Regions from separate parts of the Arachis hypogaea genome. Here region 1 is linked to region 2. The links are chromatin contacts, called in public Hi-C maps. All regions are on one chromosome and are shown on one strand. The core of a region is the stretch at or near the end of the contact, and the rest is flanking DNA. Distances in the headings are between cores, read along the strand shown.

The links. Hi-C and Micro-C count contacts between places; a contact is called where the count stands out from the background.
Region 1: a Hi-C map of leaf shows a contact between it and region 2, with 6 times the contacts expected there. The contact joins the promoter of LOC112704108 here to the promoter of LOC112703211 in region 2. A contact is called at or near these places in 5 of 8 Hi-C or Micro-C datasets (leaf and an unstated tissue).

The regions. Positions count from the first base shown.
Region 1 is chr7:61,425,652-61,432,567 of arahy.Tifrunner.gnm2.J5K5, forward strand. It overlaps LOC112704108, which reads right to left and starts at 2,610. Exons shown (of 5, transcript XM_025755657.3): 1 at 2,295-2,610; 2 at 2,083-2,148; 3 at 1,216-1,298; 4 at 315-514. The coding sequence starts at 2,503. LOC140174498 (a long non-coding RNA gene) reads left to right here and starts at 3,075. Exons shown (of 2, transcript XR_011864053.1): 1 at 3,075-3,408; 2 at 6,590-6,916.
Region 2 is chr7:61,160,098-61,166,726 of arahy.Tifrunner.gnm2.J5K5, forward strand. LOC112703211 (DEAD-box ATP-dependent RNA helicase 16) reads left to right here and starts at 2,314. Exons shown (of 16, transcript XM_025754561.3): 1 at 2,314-2,717; 2 at 5,568-5,824; 3 at 6,068-6,223; 4 at 6,321-6,410; 5 at 6,574-6,629. The coding sequence starts at 5,645.

The sequences.
Region 1 (6,916 bases), core at 1,360-3,859, 270 kb after region 2:
GAAAGAAACCTCAGCACGCCATATACAAATCTCAATTGCAAAATGAGTTATTATGTCAACTTAATGCATGATGCCATGATGCTGACTAAGAGATGCGGTTCAAATTCTACTATATATTAAATATATATATTAGTATAGTAGTTATTACTTTATTACGTAGCTTTTAGTTTTTTTTTAAAGGTGAGAATGTAAAATAACGAATGATGTTGCACCAAAAAATAAATTAATAGAAGTAAGAGGGCATTAGGTAGAAAAACGTGAAAGAATAATAAAATGAAGTTACGTGCATGGTGCAAATAATTAAAGTTCTCAACCTTTTCTAATGCATCTTCTGCGGCTTGGGCATGTTTGTCTATATCTTGAGCTACTTTTTCAACAAACTGAGCAGCGTCATGAAGCTTTCCCTCAGGAACAATCTTGGCAACATCTTCAGCTACCTTCTCCACCCCTTCCGCCACTTCTTCCACTGCCTCCGCTATCTTTTCCGCTTCCTTCATTCTTGTTTCTATTTTCTCTATATACATATAAGGTACTATCATCATCATCATTTTTTTCTAATCAATCCGTCATGCCAATAATATATAAATTCGTCTTAGATTACAATTCTATTTAATGGTTTATTGCTGACTTATATAAATCCGTCATGCCAATAATAATATTTTTAAATAAATTATAATTATATTTTTATATTTTATGAATATTAAAATATAAATTAATTTTTTAAAATATTTTTAATATCTTTTTAATTAAGTAAAATATTTTAGACAATTTTAGTATTAATAAATAATACTATATGTTATTCTAAACTTATCTAAAAAAAATATGGGCTAAGAATAAAGACATATACAGTGAGTATTTAGATATGTCTAATACAAGTGTGTCCAAAAGAATATTTTTTTTATTCAAACACAGTCCGACACAAAAATTACACATGTACATACTGGAACTCAATGAAATATTTGAGTTTCATAAGCGATAATAAGTGATGATAACATGACAAATTAAAATAGACCATTTCTAAATTTTACTAGCCAAACAAAATTAAAATCAAAGAACAAAAGTTAAAAAAAAAAAACTGTATATTCTATATAAAAAAAAACTTGTTTAAACGTAAAATCTCGTCTAATTTACACGGGATCAACGAACTAATAGGACTGATAATTAATGAATTAAGAAAACTGCAGTTAATGACATGGAAATTCTAAGTTCTCTCACCTTTGAGTTGTAGCAAAGGACCCCATTTGCCCCTCGAAAAGGATAAAAGTATCGTGAATATCGTTCCTATGATCCAGAATTTCCTGCTAGATGGCAATGTCCCCAACGTAAATGCTAATTATTTAGAGATTATCGTTTCTCTTTTGGTTTTTCTCCAAATTTAAACTCAATTTTAACGCAGAAAATCTCTTCATTAATAGAAATTTTCCAACGATAAAAATTCAAATATTATTTCCAACTTTATTGTTTACAATGCAAAAATTCAGCTATTTATAAATTAACTATTATATAAGAATACATATTTGGAGTTCAAGAAAAAAAAATTTTAATTATATTATTTTAAAAATTTGATTATTTTTTTATAACAGATTTGATTATTCATATTATTTTATAGAGAAAATATGTAAAATAAAATATATAAATATAATAGGTGGTGGATAATAATTTTGTTATATTCACGGACATTTTTGATAAAGTTTATATATATATATATATATATATATATATATATATATATATATATATATATATATATATATATATATATATATAAGTATGGATAAAATATGTTATTAGATTATTAGACTAAAAAAAAAATTAATAATAAAATAATAACAAAAAATAATAATTTTTTAATGATCACCTAGTTTTTTTCAAAGAGAAATTACTCTTTCCTAAAATAAAAAATTACTCTAATATTTCTCAAAGACTTGCAAGTAGTCTGAAAAAAAAGACTTGTCAAGGAGGGAGAAATTATTACTTGTACGTTATTTCACATTATTAAGTGTAATGGCATATATAGAAAACTAAGAAGAGATTAATTAATTCGTTGATTGATTGGAGGAACTAACGAGTAAATATAATTACCAATGAGCAGGTGAAGAAGAAGGATCAACTGGACCGGGTTGAGTACTGCCAAACACACTCATATTCCTGAAAAAATAAATAAATACATAAACAGTCAACATAGAATTTAAATTTATGATTCTCTTAGCTTTAGATATTTGCAAATTTTTATTTTTCCGCACTAACATAATCGGAATTGAAATATTGGAAGGACTATTATATTATATACGTACATCTTTCTAGTGGTGGTGTAACTTGGAAATCTGAATAATCCTAAGTTGTGTTCCAAAACATAGCAGCGATTATTTTTGATGATGTTGGAGTTGATTCGAACGTGATGATGAGTGGTTGGAGGGAGGCCAACTTTTGAAGCTTGAGTTTTGTCCAATGTCCCTAAGCCAAAGCAAGTAACCTTTTGGGTGATGGAAATTGTGTTTGCCATTGATATGTTGGAGATAGAATTTAGTGTTTGCAAATCCTAACAACGTTGTTGGTGAGATTTTTATATCGAGAGGTAACATTTGAAGGGAATAATGGCGTGGCATATATACGAGTATATTTTTTTGGTAAACGGTATGACTTTTAGATTAGGTTATTTTCAATTGCAAGTTGCAAGTTTCGGAAGTAATTAATGCTCAAGTTTCAGTGTTTCGATCAATATTATGTATTGACAATTCTGATTAATCCCTACTATATGATACATAATACATATCACGATTTTTTTAATCATTTTTTATTTTAAAAATTTATCCGTATACCTTAAACAATTTGAATTTGTACTCTCATTCATCAAAGTATAAAAAATCAAGGTGCTGAAAACCGATTCGAACCGCCGATCGAACCGGTCGAATTATAAACCGACAAAAATATCAGTTCGGATTAATGCCAAAACCATCCAATTAAAAAATCGTTATCGGACTGTCAAACTGGCCGGAAAGCAGTCGATTGAACCGAACCTTAAATCGACCAATTTTTGGAGTTTTAGCAAAAATACTACCGTTTTAATCACTTTTGATGCACGTACTAAACGTCTGAATCCCTAAGCCTAAGCATAACCCAACGTCTCATCCCACCCAACCCAGCACAACGGGCAGCAGTCTCTCTCCCTCCCTTCACCTTTAAGCTCGTCATTCTTGTCACCGCCGACGAGCTATCTTCGTCACTTCCGTCCATCCACTGGATTGCTGTCGCACCGTCGCAAGTTAGAGCTTCGAAGATTACAATTGCGTTCATACAGCTCTCCACCATCGTCGCCGTTTCAGCTCTGGAAGCACCATCGCCAGACTCGCCTCCTGCCTCCGTCGCGCAGTTCTATTCTACCGTCGTCAGCGTCAGCTCGTTCCACATGTGAGTTCTATGAACCGATTCCCCCTCTGTTCTATGCTTCTGCCTTCTAGCTTCTAGGTTTTTTTAAACAATAATTGTTGAATAATTAATTAATTATTGTTGAATAATCTGTAAACTTGTTATGGGTTGAATAATTGTTAATTAATTTGTGAATTTTGCTGCTATTATTGTTTAAATAATTGCTTTTAATTAATCTATGAAAATGTTATTGGTCGAATAATTGTTAATTAGTCTATGAATTTTGTTGTTATTATTGATTAAATAATTATTGAATATTTATTGATTAATCTGTGAATTTTTTCTACTGTTATTAATTGAATAATTATCGAATAATCGTTTTTAGTTCATCTGTAAATCTTGTTGTGGGTTGCTGTGATATTGTTATAGATAATTGTTGGATTCATTTATTTATATTCCACTATTCACATTTAGATGATTGTCATTTAAATATGCACTGGTAAAGCTTGGATGACTATTATATCCCTTTGTGATGCTTTGTTACATTTTAAGGTACTTGCTGAGCATGAGATAGTGAGATACACTGCTGTTTTAGGAGTTTCATAGATCAATGAATATACAACTTAGACTTTCTAGGGTAAATCTTTGTTATTGTCTAATGCTAATGAATTTTCTAATCTCTTACTTCATATTTGAGGTTAGAGATGTGAAATATAATCGTAGGTTTATTTAGTTATATTGGTTGTGATTCTTGCTCTTTAAACTTAACTTTTTGGATAAAGTTTTTATGGTGGAAAGTTCTCGATCTATTTATTTCTGTGTTAATTTAATTTGATTACTCGTGTATAAAGTTTTGTGATGTAGTATGGGTGTGGAGTTCAAGTTAAGTGGTTACATTGACAGTTTAAAAATACTAATTATTGTGTAGAGTTTTATTTGTTTCATTTTGGATTCTTCCTTGTTTCATTTAGATTCTTCCCGTTGCAATGGAGAAAATGAAATTGAAAATGCATAGAAAAATGCATAGAAAAATTAATTGGAGCTGGTCTAGTGATTAAATTGGATGTTTATTTATAATTTATTTATTATTTTATTTTAAATTGTTTTTTTTTTGTTGGACTGGTTAAATTAATAAACCAGTAATTAAAGCAGTTCGATCACCGATTCGATTTTCAGAACCTTGTAAAAAATTATCTCTCTCTTTCTCTCTCCATATATATATAACCAATGAATTTGAATCCTCTAAATTTTAAATTTTATTTTAGAGAATAAAATGTGATCTCTTACTATTTATTTCATAAATGAGACAAAAAAATATAAGAGAAAAAATATTTAAAGGTAAAAGATTCAAATTCAAAACGAATATATATATATATATATATATATATATATATATATATATATATTAGTAAAAAAAATGTTAAACTTCATTTTTGTTCCCTATATTTATACTTTTTTTTCTCGTTTTTCTCCATCGCTATAAAATAGCATATTTAGAAAGATTTATCGATAAATTTTTTTTGTCATTATCGGTAAATTTATTGGTATAATTTCTCAGTGAGTGAAAAGTTTATCGATAATTTTTTTTAATTGGAAAATGACCTGCAAATTTTAACTCGTTACCAGCAAAACTATCTTCTAAAATGAAGTTCCAAAATTTGACAAGGTTACCAAATTACAGACTAATTTTCATTTATAATATCGCACTTACAAAACGAGGAAGTTTTCCGAAATTTGACGGATTCATTCTTTCTAAATTTGTTTATGCATATATCAAGCACAAAATTTAATTTAAAGTAATAAAATATATTTAAGTATATGTATAAAAGGAGCCATCATGAATTATTTTGAAATCCCATTACTATATGTATCTTTTCTAAAAAAATATTACAATGGTATTAAATAATATAGGTCACACCTAATTTTATTTAATTTAATCATTACTATACATATTTTATTTAATTTTATATTGATGGAAGAATTAAAATAAGTCTAATCAACCAATTTAAAATATTATTTTAATCATATTGAGATGTTACATTGGTATTTAATAGTCTATGCTAGTATTGTGTTAATAGTAGTTGAGTTAGAAATGAATAAAATTTATAAAAAAATTATAAACTTATTTGATCATTTATAAAAATGAGAGACTATTTTAATTCTCACTGAAAATATTAAGAAATGTTTTAGGCATTACCTGTAAAACTTAATATAATTTTAATATACATTATAAAATTATCATTCACAAGAAAGATTTTAAAATTTATGATTATCACAAATAGAAATGAGTAGAGTTATTAACCTTGATCCATGATAATAATGATATTAGGAAAAATTCACTTTGTCTATTCTTTTGCTTCTTAATTCTTTCTTCAATTTAGTTATTGATGGTGAATGAAGAAGAAAGACTTCATAGATAGAAAGAGAGGACTGAATTCTGATTTGTTTTCATAAAAACCAACTTCCATCAAGTTGGTTATATTTTAAAATAATCATGTAATTTTTTTTTATTTTATTATTTTAATTAAATATTTATTAAACTAATAAAATAAAACACATCACACACATGAGACATCATATAATAATATAATTTCTTACATTCTCCCACTTGGCTCATGTGTCATTATTCCTATTGATGGGTTAAGAAATATTTATCATAATGCGTAATTTTAAGCAATTACTTGCATAGTTTAATTTATGATGATAAGAATAAAACTAGCATGAGTCATAACGGTTGTACATCACGTAATCGACATACATAATCCCTTCTATGTACTACAAAGTTAGCCACATTCTTAACATGAGCCATAATCAGGAAGTATATAACATAATTAGTCCAACAATAATGTCTTCATTGTAAGACAATACCTGATTATTTTAATTCTATTATGTATACAACAAATTGAAAATCAGTTAATACAGAAACATTAATTCATTTGAGCTCAAATTGTCAATATCCATACAACACAAACTTCATTAAACATACATCGATTCTATAAACTCATAATACCCATCCTTTCAACATGACTAGTAAATGTTTTGGGCGATAACCCTTTGGTCAAAGGATCAGTGATGAGCGGATAATTTATACGCTTTTTGGCATTATTTTTAGGTATTTTTTAGTAGGATCTAGCTATTTTTTAGTATATTTTTTATTAGTTTTTAAGCAAAATTCACATTTCTAGACTTTACTATGAGTTTGTGTGTTTTTCTGTGATTTCAGGTATTTTCTGGCTGAAATTGAGGGACCTGAGAAAAAATCTAATTCAGAGGCTGAAAAAGAATTACTGATGTTGTTGGATTCTGACTTTCCTGCACTCGAAATGAATTTTTTGGAGCTACAGAAGCCCAAATGGCGCACTCTCAACTGCGTTGGAAATTAGACATCCAAGGCTTTCCAGCAATATATAATAGTCCATAATTTGCCCGAGTTTTGATGACACAAACTGGCGTTCAAACGCTAACTTCCTGCCCTATTCTGGCGTTAAACGCCAGAAACAGGATACAAGCTGACGTTAAACGCTCAAGCTAGCATAAAAGCTAGCGTTTA
Region 2 (6,629 bases), core at 1,064-3,563:
CACTTCACCTATTAAGTGGTGTAAAATACATTATTATCTTTTGAAAGGAGAGAGTGGCGTGGAGGCACAACACAAGGACAAAGCAGTGAAAAGAATAATTTTAGTTAAATTTAGACAACTCAAATCAACAAGTGTCATTATTGACCAGATAAAAAAAGCAGCTAATAAAAAATTGACATGCCTTGTGATGTAAATTATATGTTGAGTAGGAAGAGTTGGTTAAAAATCATTAATTTTGATAGATATAAAATTTTTGTTTTGATTTCATAAAAAAAACCTCTTATATAAGATCATTATTTTTTTTAAAATAATAAGTAACACTTTCTAAGTTAGAGATGATACCAGGACAGGACGGAGTGAAAGATATCTTATCGTTTTTCATTTCTGTCCTGAATTTATTTTTCGTCTCTGCCCTAGATTCGTTCCTTATTCCCACTCTAATTTTCGTCATGGAAGAATATTGTTCCCCATTTTTATTTTCCACAAATCTCCATTCTTTACGGGACCTCATTCTCCATTTTTCTATATTGATCATTTATATGAAAGTTCTAATAAAAAATAAAAAAAAATCAGAAAACATTATTACAACATACAAGGACATAGTCACGTAGCAGTAAAAACGAGAAAGGACATCGCAATCAGAGACAATAAGATAGCGATCGGGTGACGACACAATATGCACTGAGCAAGAGTGGTGAGGAGTATGGTTGTGACGCTATGAGATATTGAGATTTGCGAGTTTTGGCCTTTTGGGATGACTGGAGAGTGGGACGACATAGTGTTAGTATTATGGAGAGAAGGGAAGACACTTTGGAAATTAGGGTTAAGTTTTTCAATATATATAGTATGTGAAATGACTAAAAAATTTATATTAAAATTATTAAAGATATTTAAGTAAATTTAAAAATTCGGAGATTAGTCAAGATGAGGTAAAGATCTTCACTTGGATCCCCACGTCTGTCTCGAAAGAATTTTGGTCCCATCCCCATCTCCATAGAAAAAAATTCTTCATCTTTGAATCTCTATTTGAGACAATCTTCATGAGGATTTGAGTTTTGGCATCCCTATTCTAAGCTGCTAATTTAATTCTTAAATTTTAATTAAAAAAAAACATAAACTTATTTTCATGGAAAATATCTAAGCTTTCATAGATGTGATGATATAACTGATGACCCTACACTTTATTGCATTGTTATTAAATTCAACTCAATTTGTCTGATTCGATCGGAAACTTGCTCACTCGATCACTTGACCAAGTTGAGTACTTGTTGGACCGTGCTCCCATCCATAGTTATTAGAATTGGACTGGATTGACCGATTCGACTGAAAAACTGATGAACTGGTGGTCTGGCCAATTCGCTTGGTGGATTGGACCGAACTTACAATTGAACCGATCAACGATAGTCAAATTCATTAAGAATCGACCGGTTCGCACTTTAGACCGCACTGAACCGTGCGGGTCCACGATACACCCGCGCCCTGCTGAACCATTGCGCCCCATTTTGTTTTTTTATTAATATATGTGACAAAAATTAAATATATAATAATCCATGAATGAATTTTTATTTTTTTATTCTTTTAAGCATGGATTAACATGGATACCAAACAAGTAACAACACATAATATACAAACATATTGATATATTAATATTGATTGTGTTATCTTTTGTTTTCCCTCATTCATTTAAATTGATAAAGTATTTTATACTAGTGATTAATTTATTATTTATTTTTACACCATAAATTATATCTAAGAATTGTATTTGATTGTCATTAATATATTTTTTTGAAAACATGCATTTAATTTTTAATTTTATTTTTATAATTTTTTATTTTTATTTAATTATGACCGAGTCAACCATATAAATAAGTGACCCATCGGTTGAATCAATAACCCAGTAACCCTGTCATATGATCGAATTAATTACCGATTCGATTCTAATAACTATATTTCCATCAGACTCAAAGAGACTTGAGTCAACCTTGCAGGTTTTAAAAAAAAAAAAGGGTGACCCGACTGATTTATACAACTCAGATCGGGTATTTTTTTTAAAAGAAGAAACTACATCCTACACTACACTAGCCTCAATCCAAAACTCACCAAAAAGAAAAAAACCAATATTCTGAAAATTGAACCGGACCGATCAATCAGACCGATTCAGCTGCGAACCAGCAACATTAGCAGTTCGGTCAGATATGTAAAATCGTTGTTTAGAAAACCGGTGAGAAACGGTTAACCGGCCAAGAACCGGCAGGTCGGACCGAACCTGAACCCGCCCGGTTTACACAAAAACGGAAGCTCCGTTTCTTTCTCGCTTTCTCCCTTTCTTTCTTTCATTCAGATAGAAATAACACAAACCCAGCCAAAAAACCCTAGCACTGTAAGCCTACACCACCGCCGCAAGGAGTGGCATACTGACGCCGTCCGTCGCACTCAAAGTTCTCCATCCGTCCGTCTATCTAGCTTCCCTCGTGCTCCAAGTCTTCAACCCCTGTTCGCTGTCACCGATCGCGGCTGCTTTCTTTCGTTCAGCTGTCGTCTACGTTCGCGTTCTTCGCCGTTCACGTTCGCTAGCCGTTCCCCGTTCGCGTTCACTAGCCGTTCACCGTTCGAGTTCGCATTCGCGTTCGTCTGGAAGCCACGTTGCTCTGCTTCAAACTCTGCGACCAACCCGCGCGCTCCACCTAGTCGTCGAACTGCTCTCTTTTGTCGCCGCCGTGAGTTCCCTAAACCCGTCACCAGACAATACACTCACACAACACCAATACTCTGCTTCAAACTCTGCAACTTCTGATTTCCATTACAATAAGAAACTATTTGATTTGGTAGTGGTTTGGATTTTTCATAGAATGAATTAAAGTTACAATAGTTATGTTCTCTTCTAAATCACATTGATATTAAGCCTTGAATTCTCTTATTTCGTTTTAATTTTGCCGCACTCAACATGTTTGATAAAATGCTTTAACCATATTTCTGGTAGGTTTTATAATTTCTAGCTTTTAGAAACTTAGTAAGTTGATTGCATGTGAAATTAGAATAATTGGATCTTAGTAATTAGGAAATTTTAGCTGCACAAATAGCATCTTTGCAAAAAACATATTAGCATGATGATTCCACTTGCATTAGTGTTCTTCTGGTAAATTTTAACTGTTATTGTGAACTTGTTAATTTGCTAATTGTTCTTGTGTTGTTGTTCTGTTTTTCTTCTGTTACTTTTAATTTTTTTTTGTTTTTGTTGTGATTTTCTGTTCTTGATTTAAGCTGTGATTGAAGGTTCTTTGGTTTGGGTATTCTTCACTTTCCTGTAAGCTTAGCTTTTAATTCTTTGAGCATACACGTATCAAATCATTGTTTTCAGCAATGGTGATTTTTAGATTTTTTTTGGGTTGCTTTGTTTTAAATGTTCCTATTGTTGTTGTTGTGTTTTTGCTGTGATTTAAACGTTCTTTTGATTTTTTTTCCCGAATGCCCAGTCAGTACTTGGTTGACTGGTTTTGCTCACTGATTGTATTTGATGATAAATTTTAAATTTATAACTCTATTACTACTTTACTGTCTGTTTCTGTAGTTAAATTTTATTAAAGTTTCTTGAATTTGCACTGCCTATGTTACTGATTCACTGTTCCTTCATTGCTTTTTTTGTTGTTGTTAATCATTGTGATGAGCTTTGTTAAAATTGGGTTGAAAACTGTTAATCTTTCTTCATTTTTCACTGTTCTAACTTCTGTTCTTAGTAAAAAATTTGCAATTGGTGATCTTTTGATTTATTATATGTTTCATGTTTTCATTGTTCTGTTCTTATGAAGAAAAAATTTGCAATTAGTGATTGTATGATTCATGTTTTGATTGTTCTGTTATATAAAAAAAATTCTGTTTTCATTGTTTTGTTCATTGTTTGGTTGCACTGTCCCTGTTCTTGATCTCTGCCGACCTGCTACCCGTCCTCCGTGTTGGATTTTTTTGTTTCAGGCTTTGTTGTGTTTTTGTTTCAGCCTCTGTTGTGTGTTTGTTTCAGGCTCTGTTGTGTGTTTATTGTGCAACACTATCATTTTTTGTTTTACTTTTTGACTTAGCTACATTAAGACAATATTCTCTATCTTTAACTTGTGCATTTTAATTCAATCCAGCTATTTTTAATGGAAGTATAATTATGTTAATTGTAAACAAATTTGCAGCAAGTCATTGCATATTTTGATGATTAATTACATTTAATTGGTGATATTTTATGTAGGGTTTTAAATTTCAAAGATATTTAGGATGTTTATTTATAATTTATTTATTATTTTATTATGGAACGGTTTTTCCGGTTGAACCATGGTTAGATCGGTTGGACCAATAAACTAGTGAACCAATGACTAGAGCGGTTTGATGACTGGTTCGGTTTTCAGAACCTTGGAAAAAACACCAAAACCCTAGCTCTTCTAACTCATCTCACCCTGAGACTCTCATCTCTCCCTCAATTCTGAGACTCCAACTCTCTCGTCTTTCTCACTGCCTAGCCCTCTACACTTGCCGCCGTCTCGTCGCTCGTCTCAATCACACTCGCCGGTGTCTCGTCGCTCGTCTCGCGGCCTTCCTCGTCGTCTCACTCGAGTCTCGTCCCTGGGCTCCTCGCCGGCGGCGGCAGAAGCAACACGTGGGATCCGCTTGCTTCGTCGCCTTCCGTGCGCTCGTCGTCTTCTGGTTTCGGGTCGTTGCCATCGCCGTGGACCGTGGACCGTGGACCGTTGATGAGTCTCTGCATCATCGCTTCCCCTGTTCTCTCTTTTTCAGATTTCCCTTCATGTATTTTGAGATGTTGCTGAATTGCTGATTAATTAATTTGCCTTGATGCTAATCTAAATGTTGCTGTAAATCATGAGTGAACTTGGATTTGTTGAATTTGTTGTTGTAAGTTGAATTTGTTGCTGAAAATATCACTGAGCTAATTTTTTGGTTGATGAAATCATCACCGAGTTGAATTTATTGCCAATTATCATCACTGAACCTTGAATTTGTTGCTGTCTTGCTGAAATAATTACTTAGCTAAACCTTTTGTTGCTGCAAATCATCTTTGGAGCTAAATTTTTTGTTGCTGAAAATTATCATGGTTGAATTTGTTGATGAAATTATCAATGAGCCGAATTTGTTGCTGTAAGAATAGATTTGATTCTTAGTATTGATTCATTTGATTCTTACATAGGTAATATTGAGTTGGTATAATTAGTTGAATTTAGTTTTTGATTAGTTTGTTAATTATTCCAATTTGTCTTGATGCATTTGATTTACTTATTGTGTTATGTTTTGCTCTCTTCATTTAAATTGAGAAAGTATTTTTGTACTATTACTAGTATATTTTCTATTTTTGCTTAGTTATGTTTAAGAATTGTTAATGTGTTTATGAAGACGTTTTGAATTTTTAATTTTAAGCTTATTTTTTGCAATTTTGTATTTATATTTAATTGTGACTAGGTCAACCGATTCAACTAGAAACCCATTGGTTAAACCAGGGACCCGGTGACCCAGTCGTATGAACGGGTCAATTACTGTTTCGGTTCTAATAACTATCCCTTATTGTTGCTTATCAGTTTAAAGGTTCGCTGTCGACTATAAGGCTAGGGTGCTGCCATTAGTGCAACGTCCATTCCCGAATTGTGGTGCTGTGATGGCGGCGACAACAACCGAAAACATATTGAAAGAAACAATGCAGCGATATGAAGAAGATGCAAGCGACGATAAGAGCTTCGAGGAGCTCGGTGTGGACGCTCGTCTCATTCGTGCCTTGCTCAAGAAAGGAATCGACAAGCCCACACCAATTCAGAGAGTCGCTATTCCACTCATTCTGGTCACTCTCTAGCCCCTTTACTTCTAATTGTTAGTTAGCCAGTTAGTTAGTTAGTCAGTTATTAGTTACAATATTATATATTATTGTCAGTGGCAACAACTTTCTGTTTTGCCGAGTTTTGATATAGCTGGTTGGTTGGTTGGTTAAGTTAGTTAGAAGTTGGTTAGGTTTTTCGAGATTCTATGCATTCTGCAATGTAGGGTCTCCAATTGGGGAAGCTCACTAGTTCATTTGTTTTTTTAGGAAGGTAAGGATGTGGTTGCTCGTGCGAAGACGGGTTCTGGGAAGACGTTTGCTTACCTTCTCCCCATGCTACAGAAACTATTCGCTAATGTTGATCGCAAGAAGCAGGCACCCAATGCTTTTGTTCTTGTTCCGACTCGCGAGCTGTGTCAACAGGTTGGTTTTCTTTAGCTTTGTTAATGTTCTCTTTATGTGTGTGTTTTCCTTTTTCGTTCTACTTTGCTAATATGTTTCAATTGGATTGTAACTTCAGGTCTACACAGAGGTTGTGTCACTCATTGAGTTATGCCGAGTTCAACTGAAAGTCGCCCAATTGAATAGCAATATGCAAGCTTCTGATCTGGTTAGTGACCATGCCTTCTTTTTTGTTATTGTTTCTTCATTATCACTAGTTTCTATGTGATGCCATGATGTGTGGAAATTTTATTATTTTGTATGTAATTGTTAGTTCGTAGTGCATGCTGCATAAATCTTATTGCTATTTTTGTTCTGCATTGGGTTTGCAGCGTGCAGCTCTGACTGGACCTCCTGATATTTTGATATCCACACCTGCTTGCCTAGC